2 separate regions of the Anser cygnoides genome follow, and region 2 is linked to region 1. A link is a contact called in public Hi-C data. All regions are on one chromosome and are shown on one strand. The core of a region is the stretch at or near the end of the contact, and the rest is flanking DNA. Distances in the headings are between cores, read along the strand shown. Region 1 overlaps LOC106044595 (sulfotransferase 6B1-like). Region 2 overlaps UNC93A (unc-93 homolog A).

The links. A called contact is a pair of places that touch in the nucleus more often than the background predicts.
Region 2: a Hi-C map of liver shows a contact between it and region 1, with 3 times the contacts expected there. The contact joins two enhancer-like sites. A contact is called at or near these places in 2 of 7 Hi-C or Micro-C datasets (both in liver).

What each region holds. Positions count from the first base shown.
Region 1 is chr3:46,287,181-46,294,264 of Taihu_goose_T2T_genome, reverse strand. LOC106044595 (sulfotransferase 6B1-like) reads left to right here. Exons shown (of 10, transcript XM_013194697.3): 4 at 3,948-4,191; 5 at 5,606-5,742; 6 at 6,412-6,501. The coding sequence starts at 3,990. Among named protein-coding and RNA genes, the nearest start is that of DACT2, 36 kb to the left of the region's middle. Within about 2 kb of position 4,639, at least 1 of the 3 cell types and tissues checked has open chromatin away from gene starts, as enhancers often do. A contact at or near this core is called in liver, where this site is marked.
Region 2 is chr3:46,912,596-46,919,679 of Taihu_goose_T2T_genome, reverse strand. UNC93A (unc-93 homolog A) reads right to left here. Exons shown (of 9, transcript XM_048045931.2): 6 at 4,356-4,573; 7 at 3,090-3,225; 8 at 1,444-1,575. Among named protein-coding and RNA genes, the nearest start is that of TTLL2, 7.6 kb to the left of the region's middle. Within about 2 kb of position 3,804, at least 1 of the 3 cell types and tissues checked has open chromatin away from gene starts, as enhancers often do. A contact at or near this core is called in liver, where this site is marked.

The DNA of each region.
Region 1 (7,084 bases), core at 3,390-5,889:
ATAAAAATTGAGATAAGGAGATCTATAAAAAAATCATAAGCAAATTTTTATGTAATTCTAAACCTAACACATAGAAGATTATTAGGGGATTAACAGAATAGCACATGTATATAGCACAAGAACAGCAAAAATATCATGCAGTTGCTAGAGTAAAATGTTCACACCCAGGTAAAAATGCCTTTGGGGACCCTGCTTTGCTGCTTCTGGATTTGAGTCGGGATGTAGAGTTGTGCATTTTTCTTCATGGTAGTTCACCAAACCTTCCACTTACAGACCTTCAAGGCACACTGACTAATATGCACTTTCAGCCAGGATTGTATGTCTGGAGTTTCTGCATCTAGAAGTGCAGTTGAGTAAGGACATCTGATTTTAGCAAGAAATGTTATCTGTTTTACTGAATGAGTAAACAGTGGTTTATTCTTCTTGTAATCTCAACAATCAGCTTATCGGAAGGCACACAGCACTCTGCAATCTCACTTTTAGAGGCACACCTGCCTCGAGGTGATTTAACTGGCACATCCGTCTTGGCCTTTGCTAGCTTTCACACCCACGCTCATGCACCCACACTTGCTCCAGGTGCATAAAGGCTCTGAGCCCTGGTCCCACCTCAGGGACTGGCACTTGGTGCCACTTGGGTCTCCCCAGTTGCTGGCACCCATGCACATGGGCGCTCTGGCTCGTGGTCCCAGCCCACTTAATTCAGATGCACTCAATCCAGATGCTGGCGCTCAGACACAGATGACCTCCCACACAGGGTCTGACCCCTACTGCTGGCACTCAGACTGCCCTACACACACGTACACATTTAATAGAGTCCCTTGCCCAGGCAAAAAGATGGAAAGGAAATTAATGAGAAAATAGGACAGTCTGTGATGATCGGGCGCAGAGCAAAGCAAACAAGCATTCCGACCAGCCAACAATTTATATGTAGCTGGTCCTTTTTTATCCCTTATCCCTCTATTTTCCCTCACTGTTCCTCCCCAAATTGCCTAAATCCCTCCCTTTCCATATCTTTGGTCCTTCTCATAAACATCCCCTGATGAATCCTGTCCAATGATGAAACCTTCCCTCACAATACTTAACGTGCCTATGTCCCCGGACAGCAGCCCACCCAGCACCAGCTGAGCCCTGGACTTGGACTGCCTTTGTGTGCTTCTCTGTGCTTGTGGTGGTGATGAGCTGATGGCTGCTGTCACGGCCCTGGGAGTAGCTGGGCAGGGCATTATTTGGGCTCCCCACCCCTGCCCGCCATTGTCTCTGTGCTCCTTTGTGGGCATGCAGACAAGCTTTTACCACATAACCTAACACATCCTACCACCCCAGTTGCTGTTTGAAGACTTTGACTGCCCTCAGATCTGGCACACACTGGATTATTCAAATGAAAAAAATGACACAAATGGTGTTTCCATTGTAAAGCTAATTCTACTTGGGGCCCAAATTTTCTTGGACTGATTTGTAGGATCCCAGGAAACATCCCCCTCTTGAGCCCTTGATTTTTTTTTTTTTTTTGTCACATCGATGGTCAGAAGGAGTTTAGGGGGGTACCTTCATAAGTGGACCAAGAGCCATTTTAGTTCATTTTGGAAGGCTGATTTATTGAAGCCTTTTCCAGAGTCTGAGTGAGATACATGCAGACCACAGGAACAGTTATGGAAACCCACCTCTTCTCACCTACCAACTGAGAGCACAATCCCTTAAGTTTTGAGGGTATGTTTGGGGATTGTTTTGTTGCTTCATTTAACAGGGAATAGCTCTGCACAAGCAGATCAGTTCATTGGGTAATTGTCAGCTGGCAGAGTCCTGTAGCTGTCACAGCAAAGCTCACCAGACTCTTTCTGCAAAGCTCCACAATCAGGAAGGACCAAGTCTGATATCTATGGGAAGTCAGAAACCTTTAGAGGCACAGTGGTGGTTTGAACAACAAACACCATTAATCTGGAGATTACCAAATCCTTTAATCTGTTTTTAATCTCCGTGTTTTTAAAGCTGCTTTTTAGAAACTTTAAACCAACTAATGTTTTCCATCAGTCTCCTGTTTCAGCATTTGGCAGGATCAGAGTCTTTCTTATGCAACACGTACCATGTGAGGTTCATTCCCCCTCTCCCAGCTACGGTGTCGTGGCAGATGGCTGTATCAAAGGCTCACGTTACGAAATCTTGATCCTTTTTTTTTTTTTTTTTTCACCCAAGAAATTTAATTCCCCTCCAAATCCCTCCTTATGACTTATGTCTTCTTGTCTTCTAATTGGTTTTTCTTCAGTAATACTGCCTTTTTTTTTTTTTTTGTATGTGTGTGTGTGTGTGTTCAGTTCCTAATCGTAATCATAATACATGCCTCCAATGAATGCAATGAATGCCCTGACTGCCTTTTCTGGCAAATATACATGAGAAATCCAATGGTTTTTCACTCTCAAAATTGCTCCGGACTATTCTGTGAAGATTGAAGTATGGGAACGAAGTATGTGCTTCTATTATGAAAACCCCAGCTAAAGGAAAAAAAAATAAGGCAAGCTGTTTTATGTTTTGCTAGAATAGCTGGTTACACGTTAAGAATCAGCAAAGATGCTATTTCATTGTACAGTAATTTCTAGCTAATGTAAGTGAAGCAATGCAGATGGTGCCAACTGGATGTGCATTGATGCGAGCTCTGATTCAGGAAATGGACTGAGCAGGAGTCACGAGGTGTCCACTTGGTTCAGCTGATGCCTGCTCACAGGTAGTTTTTATATACTGATAAAGTTTTATAGAAAATAAGAGATGAAGGTAAAAGCAAAAGATTTCCATAGACTGAACAATATTTGCATCAAAATGCAAGAGCTGTAGGGCCAGGTGATCCTGTGAGTGCTGCAGGGTGCCTCAATGCCAGGTTGTGAATTCCCCAGGGCAAGCAACTGACAGAAGCATACAGGTGTGCCATTGGTGGCCCTCCTGCTACAGCAGCCCAACAGGCAGCATTCAAAGATAGGAAAGAATGGTATTTAGACACTTGGCACAATTTTTATTTTTTTAATTTTTTAATTTTTTATTTTTTTTTGGGGGGGGGCAGGGAGGGAGGATCTATTTTCTGCTTCCTCTCTGCCTTGTGATCCATCCTCTTGTCAAAGATGTTAATGTTAAACTTGGGCATTACTTTAATTTTTGTACTGAGATTGGTGCAGTCTGAAGTTCATCAATTAAAGTCCATTATAAATAATAATCATTATAACTGAGGCTACATTTTTACTAAGTCAGTGATCATTGATCAGTTATTAAAAAATGATTGAGCTCATTAAGGAAAGAACATGTAAAAGTAGTCATTTTCATGTAACCACCAGAAAGCCAGACCTCTCTATTGCAATCCAAACGGAGAAGAACAATGGTCAAAGAGTGTGTTGGTCCTTCTGCCCTCCTGTGCACCAGCTGGAGGGAGCAGTTGGCCACCATCACAGGACAGTCGCTAATGCAGCAAACACTCTCCCAATCCCAGTGCATTTTATCTCACTTTTGTGGGGAAAAAAAAAAAAAAGAGTTATATAAGAAAATATCCCAGCAGAATGAATGCTGAAAAGAGCAGAACGGCCACAAGGAATGTGCTTATGCCAGTCAAACCCTAGCCTGTAATTCATGTCCTTCTTCTATCTCGATGTACTTTGTTTATAAACTCTGCTGTAATTATTTGCATATTTTTGGCATATGATGTTTTTTGAGTTAGATAAAACCTTTAACCCAGGATGCAATTACATTTGCTTGTTTTTCTTGTTCTGTTACATCTATGTTCTGTTGATATCAAAGGGTTCAAGTGACTTAAGGTCTTTGTCTGCGGTTAAGTTTTTTTTTTTTTTTTCCAGTTTCAAAAAGAGTAGTTAATTATTGCTTACAAGGTCCACCCCCCCACACCCTCTCCTTGCCAAAACCCCCCAAATTAAAGCCCTGTTAAAAGGCACACTCTGGTTCTCTTTCCATTGTAGCATTTCTCACTGTGACGGAGCCTGTGTGTGAGGCAGAGAAGAATGGAAAAGCCCAGGAAGAAATTTATTGATGTGGTACATAAGGCAATGGCTGCTGCTAACACAATGAATCGTGATGAACTGCTTTTTTCTTACAAGGGGATTCTCTACCCTGTTACTGTTTGCAGTCTTGAAGTGTTTAAAGCTATGGAGTCCCTTGAAGCCAGAAGTGATGATGTCATTTTGGCAGGATACCCTAAATCTGGTGAATATAGTTTGCTTTCTTTGTAAATGATTTTATGTGATATCAAATAAGTAGGTTCTATTTACAATTTTTAGAGGAAAAAAAAAAGTAGAACTTTTTTTTTTTAAAAAAAAACACAACAAAGCTAATTATGAGGACATTATATAGGAATTTTGCAAATGACTGAGAAAGACATCTGATTTTTCTTAGCTATAAAAGCTAAAAAGCATGTAAAGCTTTTGTTATCTTTAATTTTTGTAGTTATGAATTTGTATGCACAAACTGAAAAGAATAAAAATGTAATTCTCAAACTGGAGGCAATTAGATTTCCTAGTATTGCAGGATCTGCTCTTGCAGTTATGTTTGTAAAGATAGTAGCTTTGTGTTTCTACATAGAATGAACCCATTGGTGCCTTCACATGCAGTGCTGCATATTCTTTTTTTTTTTCTCATAAATTTCTAGAATATCTAAAATCCATGACTACCAAAAATGATTTTGCAACGCTTGACAGTGGTCACATGGATTTTTATTGGGAGATCAAGAGGAGTTCTTTTCTGGGGTTGCTAGTTTACCCTACATCTTTGCTGCTTCTCCCTGAAAACACTCTACGCTGGCTTTTGGATGTGTTACATATCCATTTTAATATAGCTATTTTTCTCCTTCGGCAATAGGATTCACAGTGCCTTACAGCAGATAGCCACAGTTGGCAGGTTTATAAAGTTTTTGCTATTTTTTTAGCATGTTTTCTGTTTGAAGAAATGTTATACGCTAAAATGCAGTTCTTAAACTCTAATGACAAAGATGTAGGAACCCAGTGTCCACAGGTCAGGAAATGGTAAACTAAACACAAGACTTCTCTACAGGTTCTCTTTACATTGCGAAAAAATATATCACACATATATATATATGAAATATTTCAGACATTTTTTTAGATACTACATTACATATTGGTAAAAAAACGAGCATACACAGCACAATTTTGGGGTCTAGTACTGCAACTATGCTAAAGTTCTGTGACCTGTCCTTCCACCCAAGATAATCCTGTGCAGCACATCAGAAAACATATGTAATATACTAGGTTTTGAGCTACAGGTTTACCACCCCTATTCCCACTTGTAACAATTAAAAATTATTACATTAGTGCATGTTTGCATATTTGAATCAGTGGTTCTTCTCCCTTATTAGTTATTTTACAATTTACAAGTTAATTTATGATGCATTTAGCCATCTAAGTTGGAGAAGTGTAACCTTCAGGGGGGCAAAGGTAGGGCCCTGAGAGGTGATTATCCAGACAGTCAGCTGTGATACTGTATCACATGAAAGAAGACCAGGCAACTCACCTGGTAGTACTGCCTACCTCCTGTCTGCTGGCAGATCCACTTCTGCTTTTTTTCTCCAGGCTTTACAAGCAATTCTGTATTTTTCCCCTTTCAGGTACAAACTGGGTAGGTCAGATCTTAAGTGATCTGGTAGCCACATTTGAAAAGAAAACGCAGGATGAAGAAAGTGTTAATGATGAAGACCTAGAAGAATTCCCCTACCTTGAAGTTGGAGATACTGGGAAATACGAGGTGGGCACAGAATACTTATTAAAGTTGTAAAAATTTGGTGCTTAAAACACTGAATATATGCCATGTGAAATACTCCACTCTTTGATAAGAACTCTTCCATGTCTCTGTAGGCTGCATCTGGCCAGGTTGAAACTCATTTACGTTGCCAAATGCTGAGGGATAAAGGGACACTCTACAGGGCTTGGGAGGAGCACATACTCATTAGAAATACAAGCACTACGGAAATTCGGTGTAGCATTTTCTGTATTTATGAAGAGTTTCATGAAAAGTTAAATATTGAAAGAATGACTTTTGTCTTTTCTACCACCTCTTCTTTATCCCCCCTTCTCTCTTGGGATCATTCAGCTTTCCCATGCTCCCAGTTAGATTCTGGATATTACCTTTCAGTTTCATACCTTGTCTAGCAGAACATATTAAATTCATTATCACTAAAGAGAATTAGTAATGGCTAATCCTCCTTCCAAATGTTCATTCTCAGGGCCTTTTGAAGATTATTGCTACTCAGGGCAGTCTGCTAAGATCCCAGGATAACACTCATAAAGCATAAGTGCGTCTGATCAGCCAAAAACTGTTGATAAATTTAGCGAAGTAATATTTTATCACAGGAGAATGGAACAATACTTGTAGTAATTGAAATGTCTACTTTCCTCCTTCCAATTCTTAATAAAGCGAATGAACAAGTTACCTTCTCGAAGAGTTATATTTACTCATCTCCTTCCTGACAATCTTCCAAGGTCTATCTTCAAAAATAAAGCCAAGGTGAGTGATGATTTGAATGTTTTGTAAGCAAACACTCCTACAAATGCTTTTGAAAGCCAATCTAGTGCTTTTAGGCCAAATTTCAAAATCATTCTTATACTTACATAGTGTTTAGCTTGGCCATTTTTACTTGACTAATAGCTACCATTTATCTCAGTAAGTCTCAGTTCATCTTTACTGACACATTTGTTTCAGTATCCACAAGGCAGATGTGGGGGAAAACAAACCCTCCAGCAGTAAAAAAATGTATTTGTACACAACTTCCTATGGAAGGCTTTCCACAATGTTGTCACAAATGTGTTAAGTTCTGGAGAGAATTTGTGTTTGTGTGATTTTTTCCTCACTATCTAAATGATGAATAATACTCGCATTGAGCAAATCATACTTAAATTCTGCATAATTAATTTGATTAATCTGGAAAAGATATTTTGATAACTATAGGCAATCATATTCACAAGGTACTGAAGTGAAGCAAAATGCTTCACTTACTGGATTTAGGAAAAAAATGTTACTACTGCAAATAGTGTATGACATACTAGAAATTCCCCAGACTGTAATTCTAAAGAAGACTATTGTTTTTTTT
Region 2 (7,084 bases), core at 2,555-5,054, 630 kb before region 1:
GTATCTGCCAAATACGAATCTGAGGTGGAGGAAAATAATACTCATGAATAAAGAATCAAAATATGGGAGCAGGTGGGAGAGGATTTAACTGTATCTTGCGGACACAAGCTACGGCATTGACTTAAAAAGACTGTGACTGACAGTCATTAGCAGGCTGTCCTTCAAGGCATCAGAGACTATGGCTCTTTCTTGCCCCCTCCAGAATTTTGTAGTCTTTCTTCAGTCTCTAGAAGAGCACTTCCTCTAGTTTTGGTGAGGGATAAGTTCAAAGGATCCCTTACAGAAGTGAGTTTGTATCAGCTCAGTATCTGAACTGTCAGTGTATAATAATTTCACTGTATCACAAAGCAGAACACGAAGATTATAAGGACAACTGCTATGTATCAGACAAGAAGTCCAACCATAGCCTTCCAGTAACAGACTCCGAGGGTAAGAAATGAGGCAAGCACAGAATGATCTTTCCCCTCTGATGCTCTCCTGACTCTGGCAATCAAAGGCAAAGGAACTTTCTGTGTTGGAGGTTTCCTCTGGATCACCAGGCTTAGTAACCCCCAAGAGCATTTTCCCCTGAAATGATGTAATTCCAGCCTAAAACCGTTTACATTTTGGGACTTTTGTAAATCCTTTGTCAATGAATACCACAGTTCAATTATGTAATGTGTGAATAAAAGCATTTCCTTCATTTTTTATGAAGGCTGCTGCAGGATAACTTTATTTGTTAACACTTTCTCTGTTATTGAGTGAAATACTGAATAAATCATTTTTTTCTAACCACTTTTTCTATACTATTCATAACCTAACTGGCTGCTTTCCATACTTATCACTTGTCTGGGCTGAAGCATTCTAGTTTATTAGTCTTCCTTTATATGGAAGTCTCCCAAGGCTCTGCTCCTTTTTGTTGCCTTCTTGTACCTTATCACATTTGATTATGATTTTTAAATGGAACAAATCAGAACTGCATGAATGATGGATTTACATGGTTGCATAATATTGCTCTGTGTGGTTTTCTCCCTTTTTTTTTTTTTCGAATAACTCCTAACAGCCAATTTGCTGCTTCTTTTGTTGATGATCTTTGAGTTGATCTTTTTTTCAGTGCTCTCCTTTATTACAAAAGACAGACTAAATATATCATTTTTCTGAATTTTCTAATTTTCTGTGAAAAACTTGCACTCATCCAGAATATTTATTCTAAATATCTGTTATTATCTTCTGCAATGTTCTTCTGTCTTCATTTTGGAAAAAAAAATGTTTATTGAGTATTCTACTTTCTTATTCCTAACTTGTTCTTATTTCTTCAGGTCTCCAAAGAGCTAACGTATTTCTTTCAGATGTTGTCTTAGTCCCATCATAATTATTATGCACGTTCTAAACCAGATTGTTTATAAATACAAATGTGAATTTTTATATCTCAGGAGAATTCATTTCATTGTCACCAGGACTTACCATTAGTTTGTGTCTGCCAAATGGCATCAGATATGCCCCAAAGAGCAGGGAATATGAAGAACACAACAAGCTGGTTAGGATGAGGTTTCCACAGCAGTAGTGCTATTATGCAGGCAATGTTTGTAACTGTGGCTGTCAATTTAGAAAGAAAGAAGTGAAATATAAATGTTATTATAAGCAGGACAGATAGTGGTAGATGCGCTTTAAAATTCTACTCCCAACTAAAGCACAAGGCAATCTTAAAATCTTTCTGGTTCATTGAGATTTGCGCTGACTGGGTTGATATCACATGAAACACAAGACAATGCGATCCCTTTGCAGTCTTCAGTTAATAATTCTGAGCAGTGTCCTAAACTGAGATCCTGGAAGCTGGTGTGGCTTATATCCCAGAGGATGAGAACTGCCACTCAGCAGCAGAAGGGGCTGCTGAAAGCCCTGCAATCCAAATGCGATGCATGTGGCACGGGAGAGGAAGCACTGGTCGCCTCTCCTTAGGTAGCCCTTAAACACAGATTTTGTTTCAGGTCTAAAGGAGGCAATTAAGGATGTCTAGAGTGACTGCTGCCTTTCTGTCTTTCTTTTTAAAAGCAGCACGTAAATGAGTAACTGGCTGTTCTCTGTCACGGGCACACATTTAGAGTCTGAGTACAAAGACTATTAAACAGAACTGAGAGGTTAGAGGTCTTGCATTACTAATGCTATTTTTTTTTAATTTATTTTAATTTGCTTTTTTTTTTTTACATCTAAAATTAGTTTCACAGAATGAAATGCATGTAGAACAATCACTGAATAGTGACAGTAATATAAAGGACACTAAATTTCTTCTTCCTTGCCCAGGTTTAAAAATTCCTGTGGAGGTCTCTAATAATGTGGAAGTCTGTGTAATGGAAGTAAAGTATCAATACACCTCAGCGTAGATACTTCAGTGGATACTAGGACAGAAATTAAACATTTCTTGGTGTTCTTCTGCCTCCATTATTTCCTGTAACAGCATTCTCTGGAGATGGAGAGGTTCTTAAATATACAAATCTCTTCTCATGGCAATCTGAACATTGCTGTTCCATATACAGGCCCTCAAGTTATTTTAGCCTGACACGTTATCATATGACCCTTTCCTTTATTTTTCACCCTTTAGAACAAGCAGTGAAAAGTACACTAGGCCACTCTTTTAAATTTTTCCTAAAATTTCTAGATTGGTTATTGACAGTTCTTGGTTCACCACCCCCTGAGACTCAAATCAGCAGTGTATCCTACTAGGTTCTCGGTGGCTTTCGCTCCGTAAAGGTGAGGAAGTTTCACCCCAATGGAGAAGTCCTTCTCAGGTATAGTGTAGACCTCAACTTCTGCATTGTAAGATCATTTATCGCCGGTTGCATTAGAGCTATAAAGCATCAATTCTGAGCTCATCATTCTGAGTAGATAAAAGCAGGGTTAACTACACCAGCAAAGTGGTGTAAGGCAGTGACTTGAACACACTGGTTGGCTGTGCTGCTTCTCTTCTCATGAGTTAAGTTTTCCCCCCAACTGACTTTGGTTTTAACTGAGAGCTGACAGGGAGCTCTCCCTTTGTAGTGCACACAAAGGGGGGAGCACTGGATTTGATATTTTACATGAGGTGATCAGTCCTTCAAGTGACCTTTACATACCTAATGCAAAAAGGAGTTTTCTACCCGTGAACTGAGAGATCTTTCCAAAGAGCAGAGAGCAGAGGGAATTCACAGCTGAAAAGCAGATCATCACGTAACCAACATAGTGTATCCCCAGGGCACAGGTCACATATGTCTGCAAGAGAAGAGACAGTGGTGACACATTGGCTTCAGGGAAAATATGCAGCTAAGGTTCAAGGGTCTTAGCCTGTGTATTTAGTAAATAGCCAGCACAGACAAGGTCAAAGGAGCACAGCTACGGAGTTTGCTGACAGGTCTCTGGAGTACTGACATAGTTGGCCTTCAGCAGTGATATCCCTAACCCGGTTCCCAGTCAGACCTATGCTATGCAAACAGAGCAGTAACAAGCAGGGGAAAGCACTGGGGCACTGCTCACTATGCAAATAAAACTCCTGGCAGTGGCACTAGGAGTTTTCTGCCCTTTCCTTTGTACCTCAGGATCTGAAGATCAACAATCGGCACTATGATTATCACTGAGCACCTCCTGGGAAATGAGGAGGACCTCACCTGCAAGAGCATGCAGCCTCTGGACGTGGCCATGGAGTGCCCCTCTCAATGCATTCAAACACAGCAGCAGGTGCACTCTTCCATCTGCTTATATGCAAGGTTTGATAGCTTAAATTTCAAATAAGCAGCTCAGGAAGTTTGCCCCCTTTCTTTGGAGGCTTTCTCAACAAATGTGTGGAGAGCACACCTACTACGTGTCCAGGTTTGGAGAGGAATTGGAGGAGCAGAGGAGGTTTTGATCATTTCGATGTCAGGGTTTGGACATGCTGCACTAGCGACTGGTAAGGGCTTTCAGCCAGCAATGTTGATGGCTTGCCCTCATACTGTAAAGGTTCATAAAATAAAATATGTGGTATGTGTGCTGACTTGCACTTACAGAAACTCTAGGGAAACCAGAAGGAAGGAAGATACAAAAGCTTTGCAGACTTCTGGCTTTTCTCCCAGTTTGTTATTTACAACAAGCCAAAGAGTTTGAACCTGTAGCTCTCTTCTGTGGCCTCCACTGATGAGTTAAGCTCTCCTCTGTGCTCTTTTTAAGGCTGTTCCAAGGGACATGTTTACGGCTGGCCTATTCTGTTTGAAGATGTCAAGAGTCACTCAAGTAGAAGTAAGAGTAACTAGGCACAAATCACCATTGAGAACATCTTCAAACAAGTAAATATAGATCAGATGCAACAGTAAGTCACAAAGGCAAAAAAAAACAATCAGACAGAAATAGATTTGCATTGTCATCCACACCTTTGTGTAGTCACCAGCAAGAAATCCCTGTTCAAGCCCACTGTACACTGTCAGAGGGATTAGAAGGCATTGTCTTTTATCTTTAAGGTGCTGGAAAGTTGCTAGGAACGTAGACCAAAGGGATGGTGTCTTTTGTATTTCTTTCTCAGTCTCTGCTTGGTCAGATTTGATCTGGTCCAGAAATATAACAATCAGCAACACAGCTAGCACACCACTAGCTGCAAAAACAAAACAAAAAGTTCATGAAAAAAATGAGGAACGCTGGAAGAAGGATGGGAAATCGCTTGTTGCTGTTATTGTTCTGACTTAGTGCTTAGCTCTCTATGGGATGTTTTGGCAGATGAATATGATTCCGCTTCAGTGTAAAGGCCATTTCTGTGTAAACAAGGAGGCCTGATCTACATTTGCATCTTCAGCATACAGCTGTGCACCTCGCAAATCCCCTCTGCTTAGCTGTGACTCGCCTGTTGTGACAGCCGCCAGGCCAGCTGCACGGCCACTGAGGGTGATGGCTCACCCTTCCAGGGCAGGCCAGGGGTCGCGGGGCTGGGGAGCTGGCCAGAAAGAGCTCCCTTTGGATCTATCAAAAGGCTTTAAATCAACACAAGCAAGGAATATTCACTTTCAGTGCCAAGGCATTCATGGTTGGGGGCGGATCTTCCTTCAACTACACGGAAAGAAAAATAAAGCACTAGGAGTAGAACCGCTGCCTTGGATCCCAGTACATGTAGCCCTTTTATTTGGTTAGCTATTTGGTCAGCTCTGAGCATGACTTTGAGTACAGAATATGTGCTGTTTTAAAGATGACAGTGAACAGCTGTGGGTGACTTGAAGAAGACACAGGTTACAGCTTTGAACCTATAATTTCCTAGCAGAAGCAGCATATAAAAGAATACATAGCGTAGTTAATTAAAAAATGATTGTGTATGTATCAGTCTACATTTGTTGCCTGTGGAGTGAATCAATACGATTTTGCTCATGTTATCAGGAAGATAATTGTAGCTAATAATATACACGAAGCCACAGACTGGCAACTGATTGCTTTATGACAGATACAAGGCATGACTGTGTTTCCTCTCTTACTGATGTAGCTTAGAAATCCATCCATGCAAACAAGTGGAGTTAGAGAATAAGAGGAGAACCAGGCCCCTCTTCTCATCCACGTGGCTTGTTTAATGTCCTCCTATGTTACTATATTTGTGCTACTTTCTGACGACTTTTACTGTCCAAATACATTAGCAGATTTATATTAAATTGCCTCAATTTCTAATTGTTTATTATTTCTCACCAATGTCTTCTAGAATGAAAATATATTCTCCAGCGTACTGTTTCTCCACTGTGGCTGGACTGTAAACCATTAAGAGGTGTGTATTCTGCCAGGGTGTTCATTAGTGTGTATGGGCTGATGGCAGGACTTAAATGGATGAGAGCAGGACGTGCACATTTACAGAACAAATATTCTAACAAATATGTCAAATGAACCAAGAGCGACTACAGGAGATAAGTAACTGCATGGCTTAATAGTGATTGGTATGAACATAAATAGAAACATGCACAAAATAAACAACAGGAGACTTACCCATTATTGGCTCTACCCAAGCTGGCAAAATACGTATTCAGCAACCAAACAGGGGAGATGTTTTAAAAATGTCTCTAAATGAAATATCTAGCTATATGGCTTTTCTTGAGGTAGGAAAAGACGTATCTTTTATTAAAAGCTTAAAAGAAAAATGAAACCCTACTGACGCAAGGTCAGTAGACAGCGGGGTTGCATTCATTTTGCATGAGCAAAGCCTAAGGGAGTGCTGTGTATGTTAGTCGTCAAATTTAAATTTGAACTTGCGAGCCAAACCTGCCTTTAACAGAAAGGCATCAGCTCCAGCACACTCTGTAAGGGAAATTGGGGAATACTCTTTGCGTTTTCTCACCGATAAGGAATGGAGGCTTGGGAAGGAGAGAGGATTTGCTGTGATGGACTCGCCTGGTGAGTGCTGGCTCTGACTGGGTTGCATACGCTCTGTGTGAGCATATGACAAATGCTATCCATCTGTCCCAGAATAGCGAGCATATATGTGTGCAGAGACTGTGAAGATATTTTAACAGAGGTAAGGTGACATATTGCCTTGCTAGATACTTCCCCGTTATCTAGAGATGAACCTGTTCTGAGCCAGATGCATTTTGAACTTCCTTCATTGCTACAAGATGTCACTGTATGAATCTTTACATATCTATTTTTGTCATTCCAGTTTTTGATGGCATCAACCTTCCCTGTCTTTGATTTCTTTCTAGCCTTATGCAAGGAAGGTCTATTGGAGCTGTCGTTACTAAATGAGAGACGTGCCAATTCGCCTAGCGCTGCTTTTTATCTTCGCCTTTCGCACAAATGTATTATAATTCAAGCATCACAGCTGAGAATTGACTGAAGCTGTAAAATCTCAGCAGGGATCCAAAAGCCTCCCCCCTAAATGACTGAATGTTCTGGGAGCCATGGTACAGATCCACCTCTAATTACAGTACAGTCCTATGGGGGTCACCATACCGGGCTACAGCTTTACTCCAGGTGAAAAGTGGCTTGCTCCTTTAGGCAAAAACGATGTGGCACCGGTACACAGCATTTGAAACTCTTCAGGAAGGAGTTGTTTACAGCTCTCACATATCATATTTCTTTTTAGCAAACTGGGTTGAAGGAGGAAGTTGGAAACTTAATCTGTAAAATGATGCTTGGTTTC